2 separate regions of the Zea mays genome follow, and region 2 is linked to region 1. Evidence: chromatin contacts called from public Hi-C data. All regions are on one chromosome and are shown on one strand. Each heading gives the region's core, a stretch centred on a gene start, on an enhancer-like site or on the middle of the called end of the contact. The rest is flanking DNA. Distances are from core to core; before and after follow the strand shown.

Region 1 (5,458 bases), core at 1,081-3,580:
CCAGGACGAAGGCTGAGCCAAACGAAGGTCGGGGGTAGCCGAAGCTGTACGCAGGGAAGCTTCGGCGCGATGGCGCAAGGGGGAACCGACCTTAAGATGAAAAGACTTCGGGGTCCTCAATAGATTTCCATAAACCGTTAACAAATGTAATGGACATGGATGTAATTTTACGTGGGCTGCGTCCCGCGTCTATAAATAGATGAACAGTACTCCCGTACGGTTCACGCGGACTTGTCATTCTGCTTTTGGCGTCACGCTCGTACTTTCCACCTTCTCTCAGGATCGAAGGTACATTTGTAATTTGGGATCATTTCTGTTTTCCATGTTAATAAAATAGAAATGATTCTTTGGTGATGCTTATATCATATTTCATGCTTTATGTGAGTCCTTCGTCATTATTTGTTATGTTTACGAAGGTATATTTCTCATGACCTTCGTCCGAGACTCATTATTTCCCAAAGGGATATAATGCTTCGAAGGACGAAGGACCCTAACACTTAACACTTTTTATGTTGCCTTGTTCTTAACTCTTAGAATTTGAGAACAAGTCCCCAACATATACGTTGCCAGGTATATGTTGCTATAGGGGCGTTTGTTTTGTAACAATGTCCACCTTGTAAGCACCATCATCAACCACTATACAAAGAAACCGTAAATATAGATTAGGCCCACAATTACATAAAAGAGAAATAATTACATAAAATTGTGTGAACACAACCATCCTAAAATACAACAATTTTAGTGGCTCAATGATGATAGTCAAGTACAGAGAGTAGAACTAAACTACCTAGATGAGCAAGGTTGAAAAGTAAATGAGAAGGTACAAGTGAATTAACTAGATAAATTCAAGCTTATGTGAATTAAAGAGACTACTCCAATGATATGGATCTAGACATAAAGTTGAAGTTCTGGAGTCAGCTGTAGAGCTGAAGAGGATGCTGGCAGGATCCCCATCTAGCCGCACGGGCAGACAGTAGCTAATTCTGTCAGCTAGGACAGCATTAGCATTACATAGCATTTGTTTATTATACTAGATATCACATATACCTCTCGCAAGAGCACAATCCAATAATAGATAAGTTTATTGCACATATACTCTATCTACAGCTCATATATAGGTATATGTTCTAGTTGAAAGGAATAATGTTTCACGTCCAAGAGAAAAAGAAAATGCTCCATATCAAAACTCTATCCAAGAAAAAAAAAGTGCTCTACAAAGGGAAATTTTGTTCCAACACAAGATAATCATATTTATTGATTTGAAGAGACTAGAATGATTCAATTTTCCTTCATTTCAGTTGTCCCATAACAAGACAATCATGACCTTTGTATTCTTGAAGTTCATAAAAATTTCTCTGTTGATCTCACACTTCATCACAATGTAACTTTTATTTCTAACGGTATACTAGGGTTTGGTCCTAAAAATTTAGCTTTGTTAACTATTATAACATTTTCTTTTCCAAAATTCTTTTTTCTTCTACAATTCTTCTTTCCTTTTCTACAATTTAGCGATCAATGTTTTAATTAATTTTTAGTCACTAACATCTATAGGTTAATTAGGCTATAAGATTTGATAGCGACTCTTCTCTATAGCGACCCACTGTCGGTTCCCAACGATATCTATAGCGACCAAACATAAGTTGTTAAATTTTTAGACTTTTAGCGACCAACATACCATGGCTAAAAAAAGATTTAGCGACTAATCATCGGTCCACTACTTTTAGCAACCAATTGGTAACAAATAAAGGTAGCTAAAGATCAACCGTGTGTAGTGAAAACAATGCAAATGAAGATGAACACTACAGGAATCATGAACATTCCCGTCGGTCATTTTAATTCCCGTCGGCCTTTGCTCGGGCCGACGGGAATTAGATAACTCTCGTCGGCTCAAAGGCAGCCGACGAGATTTGGATAAGTACTTATTCCCGTCGGTTTAGTGCTTATTCCCGTCGGTTTCTGGCCGACGGGAATTAAGTGCTTTCCTGTAGTGGAATGTTGCAGTAGAGATGCAGCGTGGTGTATTGCCGCGTCACGTGAGGTTAAAGGTATGGAGAAACGTGAACGACTATAGCATGAAAATGTTGTCATCTTGGCTCGCCGCTCGTGTGCATGTGCATATGTATGTTAGTGTGCCAAGCCATTATAATTAGCAATATTTAATGGCGTTTGATTATTGATGTGAATGCTTATGCATGCTAGTTGTTGCATGCATATATGTGCACTGTGCACAAGCAAACAAACAAGCAGCAAGCTTGCATGTAGAGGTTGCTTGGCGTGCGGCAAGAGGCTGCAATCGCTGCTTGTTCCTTGCATGTACGTGGGAAGCAGAGCGCAGCACCAGGCGGCCCGTCGGCCAAAGCAGCCCATGGCGGCCCGGCTGGATGCTTCCGCTGGGAACAGCGCAGCAAACAGCGCAATCTCGGCCCGCGATGGGAGGCCACGCGCGGCTGCAATTCGAATCCGGGTCAAATATGAGAGGCAACAACTAATATACAGGTGTTATGTACAAACATGCAAATGAGTCTCTTAGTTCGTTAGATCATGATATAATTGTAGATATGATCCTGATTTCTTAGAGAGTTTTCTATAAATCTATACGAGCTGGTGGTGCAAGGGTTTTAGTGTTAAATGTGATACATGGTTGCATTAGAATCTAACGAACCAGAAATCTTGCTTGCACGCTTACACATAAGATCTGATTGCATATTAGTTGTTACCAATAAGAGAATGTTTGACCCATATAAATAAGAACTTTTCTATTTTACAGCAGACATTCACTACCGGACTGACATTCTTTGCTGAGTGTATCAAACACTCGGCAAAGACCTTTTTACACTTGGCAAAGACTTTGCCCAGTGTAACACTCGACAAATGATTTTTTGTCGAGTACTTTTTTCAGATACTCGGCGAAGACTTTACTGAGTGTCAAAAACACTCGGCAAATTAGAAACCACAAAGATATCCAAAAAACAGCAAAACATTTTAATTAGGGGAACAACCTTCCCAACCATTACCATTGCCCTATCATTTTTTAAATTCCCCTATAATTTTTTAAATTGAATTCAAGTGTTTTGTGATTACCCTATCATTTTTTAAATTCCCCTATCATTTTTAAATTGAATTCACGTGTTTTGTATCATTTGTGTCTATATTACGTTTTCCTTCCCCATGTATTATAATAAACCAAGAGTAAATTGATTATTTGTGGCACTAAATGAATTTAAATGAAAATGTTGTTAACTGTAAAGTTGCATAACTTTTCAAGATCTATAACTTTCATATTGGTAGTTTCATCATCCGAGACCGTTTACAAAATATGAATTTCAAATTTGAAAACTTCAAACATATTTTTCTATGACAAGATGATTTCAAATAAAAAATTGTCAATTATAAAGTTTCATAACATTTCAAGACCTACAATGTTTACAATTTTAAATTTCAAACAAAGGTTTGCATGACAATATGATTTAAAACCAAAATATTGTCAACTACAGAGTTTCATAACTTTTTAAGACCTACAAATTTTATTTTGGTGGTTTTTCCGTTTGAGGTCATTTTAGAAATCCGAATTTTAAATTTTTAAAATTCAGACGTAGTTTCCATTGACAAGACGACTTTAAATGAAAAGGTTGACAACTACAAAATTACATAAGTTCTTAAGAACTATAAAATTTATTTTGGTTGTTTGGTCATTTATTCATCCCACATGTTGGTTCTAATATTATTTACAAATCTTATACAACTCTCTTGTAGTTTCACAAACTACGAGAGAGATATAGTTTTTCTGAACAAATTTACTTTTATTTTGTCATATGAAGAAATAACCAAAATATAAATTTTACATCTTGATGAGTTATACAAATTTGTAGTTGAAAACATTTTCATTTGAATTAATTTGTTGTCTTAAAATACGATTTTAAATTGTCTTTGTCTAGTGTTGAACACTCTTTGCCGAGTGTCAAAAAATAAACACTTGGCAAAGAAGCTCTTTGCCATGTGCCAAAAATAAAACACTTGGCAAATAAGCTCTTTGCCGAGTGTAAAAAACACTAGCCAAAGAAACTCTTTAACAAGTGTCAAAAATGAAACACTCAGCAAAGAAACCCTTTGCCAAGTGGTTTTTTACTAAGTGTTTTTTGTTAGGCACTCGGCAAAGAACTTCTTTGCCAAGTGCCCAAAAAAACATTCGACAAATCATTTGGCACTCGGCAAAGAGCCGGATTCCGGTAGTGAATAACAGATGTGTTTAGGATCTATATTAGATCTACTGGAGAGATTAATCTAGGTTTTTGATAATTCAAGAGAGAAATTTTCTGGTGCTTTTGAGTATCATTTTTTACCCAAATCTTATGATTAAAGTGTTGATTATTGAAAGTGTTCTAGAGGGGGTGATGGGCCATACCTAAAAATTTTACGACAAAAACTAGAAACGAACTCAGTAAAACCAGTTCAGCTCGTGCTAAGACTTGTTCAACCGCAGTGCACAAGTGTTGGAACATGCTAACTCGTGGTCAGCCAAGCTCAAACAAGGGGAGAATAGAAAACAATTTGATGCCAATAAACACAGAGTATTAGGACAACAGTGTTTTTCTCTGTCCCCTGCAATGGTACAATAGGGGGGTATTTATAGGTAACCGAGGGTCGGCCTGGCCCTGCCAAAGACGATTACACCCTCAGTTACCTACGTTATCCCCGGAATATTCCCTCTTAGGGGGTTATGGCGGGTCATTACAGCGTAATCAGTTACAAACATGGGCTGACCCTCTACCAGCCTTGCCTACGTGGCGGCCTACGGTTGGGATCCTGTAGCTTGGGTCGACTATACACGGGCCCCCTATTACAATTGGTGGCAGGTTACAATACATAGTCTTCACGGTCCTGATTGTTCAGTCTCTAGAGTCCTTAGTGGTCTTCGCCCTGGCCTATCTGGGCGAAGGTAGCACCTGAGTCTTCGTCTGTGCGTTCTCCCCGTGCACTTTGTAATGTGGCTCAATCTTCAGGCCTTCGAGGTCTCCAATCTTGAATCCTCTGGCACGGGCCTCTCGAGCGAGGGGGCGTTACTCCTTCGCCCTAACATTTGCCCTCCGAGGGACCAGTTCGACTAAGTCAGCTGGTGCCAATGTCTATCGTAAGATGGCGAAAATACTGCCCTCGCTCGAAGTGGTCCCGCGGGGTTTTTTGAAATATGACCATTGACGAGACGTGTTACAGTGCGACTATTGAGTTCCCAAGGCGCTGATCTTGGCCTTTAAAAAGCCGGGCTCGGGCTAAAGCTTTTCACCTGTTCGAGAACGCGCTGCCAAAACCCTAGCTCTTTCATTTGCTCGCATGCATTCTCTGCTCTCGCTCTACCAGAGATCTGGCCCGCATCAAGCAGACTGCCCTCCGCCACCAACGGTACGTGACCATACTATCCTCTTCCTCGTCGTCCTCTGCTACGAGCGCGTCGCCGACCACG
Region 2 (5,458 bases), core at 1,089-3,588, 180 kb before region 1:
GCTACTGTTAGGGGTCTGCTTCGTCGCCGAAGGTCCAATAAGAAGAAACACCTTTGAAAGTTGGACACAAAGCCGAAGCTATTAATCAGAGAGCTTCGGAGTATATTTCCAGATGCACCGACTTAAAGATGAAATGACCAATCAGCCCATGATAGCTTGTGTTATGATTGTAATCATTTGAAAAGGGCACGAATGTAATTTCTCACAGGTTGTGTCCTGTGCCTATAAATAGATGAATAGTACCCCTGTACTGTTCACGCTATCTTGTATTCGCTCGTGCGTAACACTCGGATTTTTGCCTTATATCAAGCCGAAGGTATAAATGTAATTAAAATATTGCCTTTATATTTATCCAAGTTTATATAATGAAGATATGTGAATGATGTTACATGATTATTCATATTATCTTTCATGTTTCACATGCTTTGTCTTTCATAAATATATACCGTGATGATGAAGGTACGTCCTTCATGACCTTCGTCCGAAGATCGTTATATCCTGAGGGAAATAATGCTTCGAAGGACGAAGGACATTAACATTTAATACTTCGTGTTGCCTTGTTCTTAACTCATAGCATTTTAGAACAAGTCCCCAATAATAATCATGATTTTGTTAATCATCATGGCATAGTTAGGTTAAACCTGATGGGACCTAATAGGTTACCTAGTTTTGTTTATCCTACATCTTGCATACAAATGAATTATTGAGTAGTTTTGCTATTGCTTTACCTGGTTTTGGGATTAATGTTATATATGCACTATGATCATGTCTTATTATTGTTGTTGGCTTTATTATTATATACGTGATAAGATCATTTTGTTAATTGGAACATGGAGCGACCACCCGAGACAATAGTGCAATCACAAGGACTATATGGCTCTAGTCTTGGCCAAGTAATTAGAAAGCTAGTGTGATATAATCCTTTCCCGAAAGGGACAAGCGTGGAGATAGTGAATAGTGTTGGCTGTAATTACAGCGATGGGGTTATAGACCATGGAAAAAGGAATATGTTTCCTTCGTTTTGAAACCGTGCGCTTTTTCTCATGCTAGTGTAACTTTGTAAATGCCTCGTAGTGAGCCCTGGCCTACTCACCTTAGTAGCGTTTAACAATCCTGCAACCTAAGGCAAATAAGGGAATCACAACTTGTGGGTAACGATGTGTCACCTCTATAGAGTGTAAAACTAATATATCACCCATGCTCAAGGTCATAAGCGGCTCAGACCCTCACATGAGTAATTTATGGAACTAAATTTAAACATGTCATGCTTTGCATTGTGGGATCATTATATGATATTTCTATATTGATCAAGTATTTAATTGGATTGATATATACTTATACTTAGTAATTGCTAATAAAATTTTGACCAACTTAATTAAAAGTTATGCTCAGCCTTAACCAAATTCCTTGGTAAGCCTTACACTACACTTTTCCTCACACTTGTTGAGTGACGACCATATGGGAGCTCACCGTTGCTATAATCTTATCAGATCAAGAACATGTATCGCCAGAGGAGGACTACTACGACGAGATCTAGGCGTCGTCTCCAGTCAACTATGGCGCCGTGAAGATAGTTATCTTAGTTCGAATTATTTTATTATCAGTTATTTTGTAAAACATTCTCGTTATGTAATAAAAATTATGACATTCGTCTATATACATTGATTCACTGTATGTGTGATATTTGACTTTGGCGCACATATGAGATACATCCGGATCTGCTCTTAAATCCGGGTGTGACACATCCAAATTTATTTCAACTCACAGATGCATTGGGATAATATAAAGGAGAGGGGTGAGATGCATGTGTATTATTGTTGGGGATATAAGCTAGGGTCAGAAAAAAGCTCGAGACTCGCAAGCCGGCTAGCGAGTTATGCCAAATTAATTAATCTGTAAAATAGCTATGGATGTTAAATAATTCTTTAGATAATAAACTTGTTTCAAAGCTTTTGATGATGAATATATAATGATACATAATTTAGATTTACTCATAATATTGAATGATAATTTTATATTCAACACTTATATATTTTTAATTTATTTTATAATGTAATAATATTTATCAAAGTACGGCAGCTCGCGAGCTCCATGCCCCAGCTGCTGCATGCTCACTGCCAATCACAACAAAGCTGATTGGTACGTGAGTGCAGTGCAATGAGCAAAATTCTCGGGCATCCTGTGCTCTCTCTCTCTTTCTTCAGTTGTCTTGTGCAGGAATTTTCTTTGTGCGTGCTGTGCTGCTGGTCAAAAATGATGTGCTGGTCAGGTGTGGCCCAGTCAAGCCCAGCACGTCCACTAGCCGTTTCAGAATCAAGAGCTGAGAGAGACAGGGACTCATATAGGCCTGCCCAGTTCATTCATACTGGCCCGTCTGTCCGGCTCGACCCGATCCGACCCGGCTCGGCCGAGCACTAACTCAACACAAATGTGTTCCACACACACACTTCCAGGCTCCAGGCAAGTGATCAGTAAACCATTCTGTTTTAGATATGATCTGTAAACCATATCGGCTTAACCAGTTGCTGTCAAGAGATTGACATGTACCGGCCGGCAAGCCATGCTAGTTTCGTCAGTTTCCTGTGCAGAGTTGACATAAACCAGTGTCTCTGTTCAGAGTTGACATGGAGCAGTGGTCAATGATAGATTACCGATACCATCATGCTAATATATTGGCCATGTTTAGTTCAGCTTTTTTCTTATAAACTTTTCTGATAATCTGGCTGTGGAGAAAATCTAGTTGTGAGGAGAATCTAAGTATAGTAGAGATTGCGTGCGGAGAAAGATTAATGTGTGGTTCAGAATCTAGAAAGTGATAGATTCCTACTATTGCAGCGACTCGACCAATTCTGTGTTCACGTGATTTTGGATGATTTTTACCAAATCGATTATTATATAAGCGGACTGAAAAACTAAGTGTTTGACAATCTACATCAGCTTCTGGTGGCCAAAAACTCAAAAAAACAGAAACAAAAGGGGCTAATTATCTACGCGCATCTAGCGTATTCATTTTCTGCTGGAACCAGAAATGGAGGGCACTGTGATCTGAAAACACTACTGGACAGTGCAGCAGAACTCCATATCAACTTGCACGCAGAAAGCAAGCACAGTGCAGCTGCTAATCCTGCGGTCTCCACGGGGGACAAGGAGAAAAACCCTACCTCAAGTGGGTGCCAATCCCAATCATTGCTCACACTTTAGGAGGATAAAGCAGCATGCTGACAAATGTAAAGCCTCTTCGTCTCTAGAAAAAGGAAATATTTATAGCCCTCACGAACAGTGAGATGGAGGACTGTAGTAGTGTGTAGGCTGCATCAAAAAGTAGCAGCAATTTTTTTTAAAAAGAACATCAAGTGAGCGCTACTGCAGAATCAGCTGCTAATGCTTCTTCAGTAGTGGCCTGAATGATGTGCCACGCATTAGTCTGCCAGTAGTTTGTTTGCAATGTGTGCACACGCCAACCTGCATCTTTTTTCTGCTCAGCCAGCAGCGCTTAGCAGTTTAGTGCCCGAATTACTACTTTTGTTTAGTACTCCTATATTCGCTTAATTGAGCACTGAGGTATACGTACTGTTGAGTGAGATTAGATTTGGCTGAAGACTTCATCAGTCAACATTATTCGGTCTCTACCTAGAATATTAATATTGTCGGTGCTAGGTACCAACAGCGCACTACGAGGTGTTTCATGAAGTGGTTTTGGGGGACGGCGACGTTGATCGCACCTCGATGGTTCTACCCGGAGGGGATGACGCCTGGGAGCTGCGCCCGGGAGTCCGGAAACCATCGATAGGACCGATGACGTCGGACCTAGACCTACGCAACGTCCGGGTCCGCCACGTGTCCTAGAGGGGAAGACGCTCGGGAGCTGCGCCTACGAGTCCGGACCCCATCGATAAGGCTAATGACGTCGGACCTGGACCCGCGTAGGGGCAGGTCTAGGTAGGGGCGGACCCACAGGGGGTCCCGGTGAGCCCTGGCACACCCTAAGCCAGGCCCACTGGGGACCCACCCCGGCCATCCGTTCGTTTCCATCTTCTACGTGACTTTCCAACTTCTACGTTCCTGGAGACCTGGCGCCTAGCATCTCGCGTAGTCGCGTTCCTGACTTCCTGGCGGCTGGCACCTTGGCTGGGCAGCTGGCATCTCGGCGTTCTGGCAGTCGTTCCTCACGTCTAACATCTTGCTCGCCTGCCCGATCGGCTCGCGCGGTGGTGCCCTACTGCCCTTCCCCAGATCTAGTTCCCCGCGTACAGGTGCGCAGGCCGCAGCCTACAGGAACATCACGCCCTTGGCCCTGCTGTTGATTTTTTTCTTATTGATTATTGATTCACTATCATTATTTTTGTAGTGACTAAAATATGAAGAAGCAGGGAGATATTGCCTCTCTTTTTCGCAATCATGCTGCAAAGAAACAGAAGTTTATTGCGTCGACACCTCAAGAATAAGAGGAAGAGATGATAAATGAAGAAATTGTGAATCCAATGCCATCTGCACCGCCACCGCCAACACTTTATGATGTCAGTCGTCTTCCACATGATCCAGGTGAAAGACAACCTATTGCAAGTTACCTTGCTAATGATCATGATGCAATTCGAAGAGCATATATTCTTAGAGGTCCATTTCAACCATATGCACATGAATTCCCAAATAGGAAAATTGGAGATAGAGATCACCATTTTAATTTTGTGTGGTTTCAAAATTTTCCTTGGATTGAATATAGTGTCAAGAAAGATGCTGCATTTTGCTTTATGTGCTACTTATTCAAAAGTAAAGCAAATAAGGGCAAAGGGACTTCTGCATTTACTTCAGATGGTTGGAATAATTCGAATAAAGGGTTTGAAGCACTTCTAAAACATGTGGGTTCTATGTCACATAAGACAACTGAAGAGATATATCTTGGCTTTATAAATCCTAATGCAGCAATTGATAATAAAATTGACAATTATATTGATGGCATAAGAAAAGATGATAGATTCAAAGACATAACTAATCTTGTGGACCTCTCAGTTAAGCTTGTTGAAACAAAGAGACATAAGGTGTTTGATATGGTTTATTTGCTTCTCAAATTGGTATTACTTTTGTCGGTGGCGACAACAAGTGTTGAAAGGGCATTTTCTGCAATGAGTTTGGTGAAGACTAAATTGAGAAACAAGATGTGTGACAGTCTTTTAGATGATTGTCTTATTACATACATCGATAGGGATATTTTCTTCGAAGTGAATGAAGAAGATATAATTGAAACTTTTATGGCGTTGAGAAAGTGCAGGCCAGTAGTATTATTGCAATCTTTATGTTTAATGTATGCAATTTTCATACTTATTTGTTGAGTGTCAAACTTTATATCTATATATCAAATTGTTTACTAAATTTACTATGAAATTATATGTACGTTAGATAGAATTCTACATAAAAATTTTGTTGCGGCACACCCTATGTAAAAATCCTAGGTTCGCCACTA

Evidence for each region. A called contact is a pair of places that touch in the nucleus more often than the background predicts.
Region 2: a Hi-C map of tassel shows a contact between it and region 1, with 2.8 times the contacts expected there. The contact joins two enhancer-like sites. A contact is called at or near these places in 2 of 25 Hi-C or Micro-C datasets (ear and tassel).

What each region holds. Positions count from the first base shown.
Region 1 is chr3:108,351,596-108,357,053 of Zm-B73-REFERENCE-NAM-5.0, forward strand. No RefSeq gene overlaps it. Among protein-coding and RNA genes, the nearest start is that of LOC103650297, 13 kb to the right of the region's middle. Within about 2 kb of position 2,331, at least 13 of the 20 cell types and tissues checked have an H3K27ac peak or open chromatin away from gene starts, as enhancers often do. A contact at or near this core is called in ear and tassel, where this site is marked.
Region 2 is chr3:108,175,818-108,181,275 of Zm-B73-REFERENCE-NAM-5.0, forward strand. No RefSeq gene overlaps it. Among protein-coding and RNA genes, the nearest start is that of LOC103650299, 110 kb to the left of the region's middle. Within about 2 kb of position 2,339, at least 15 of the 20 cell types and tissues checked have an H3K27ac peak or open chromatin away from gene starts, as enhancers often do. A contact at or near this core is called in ear and tassel, where this site is marked.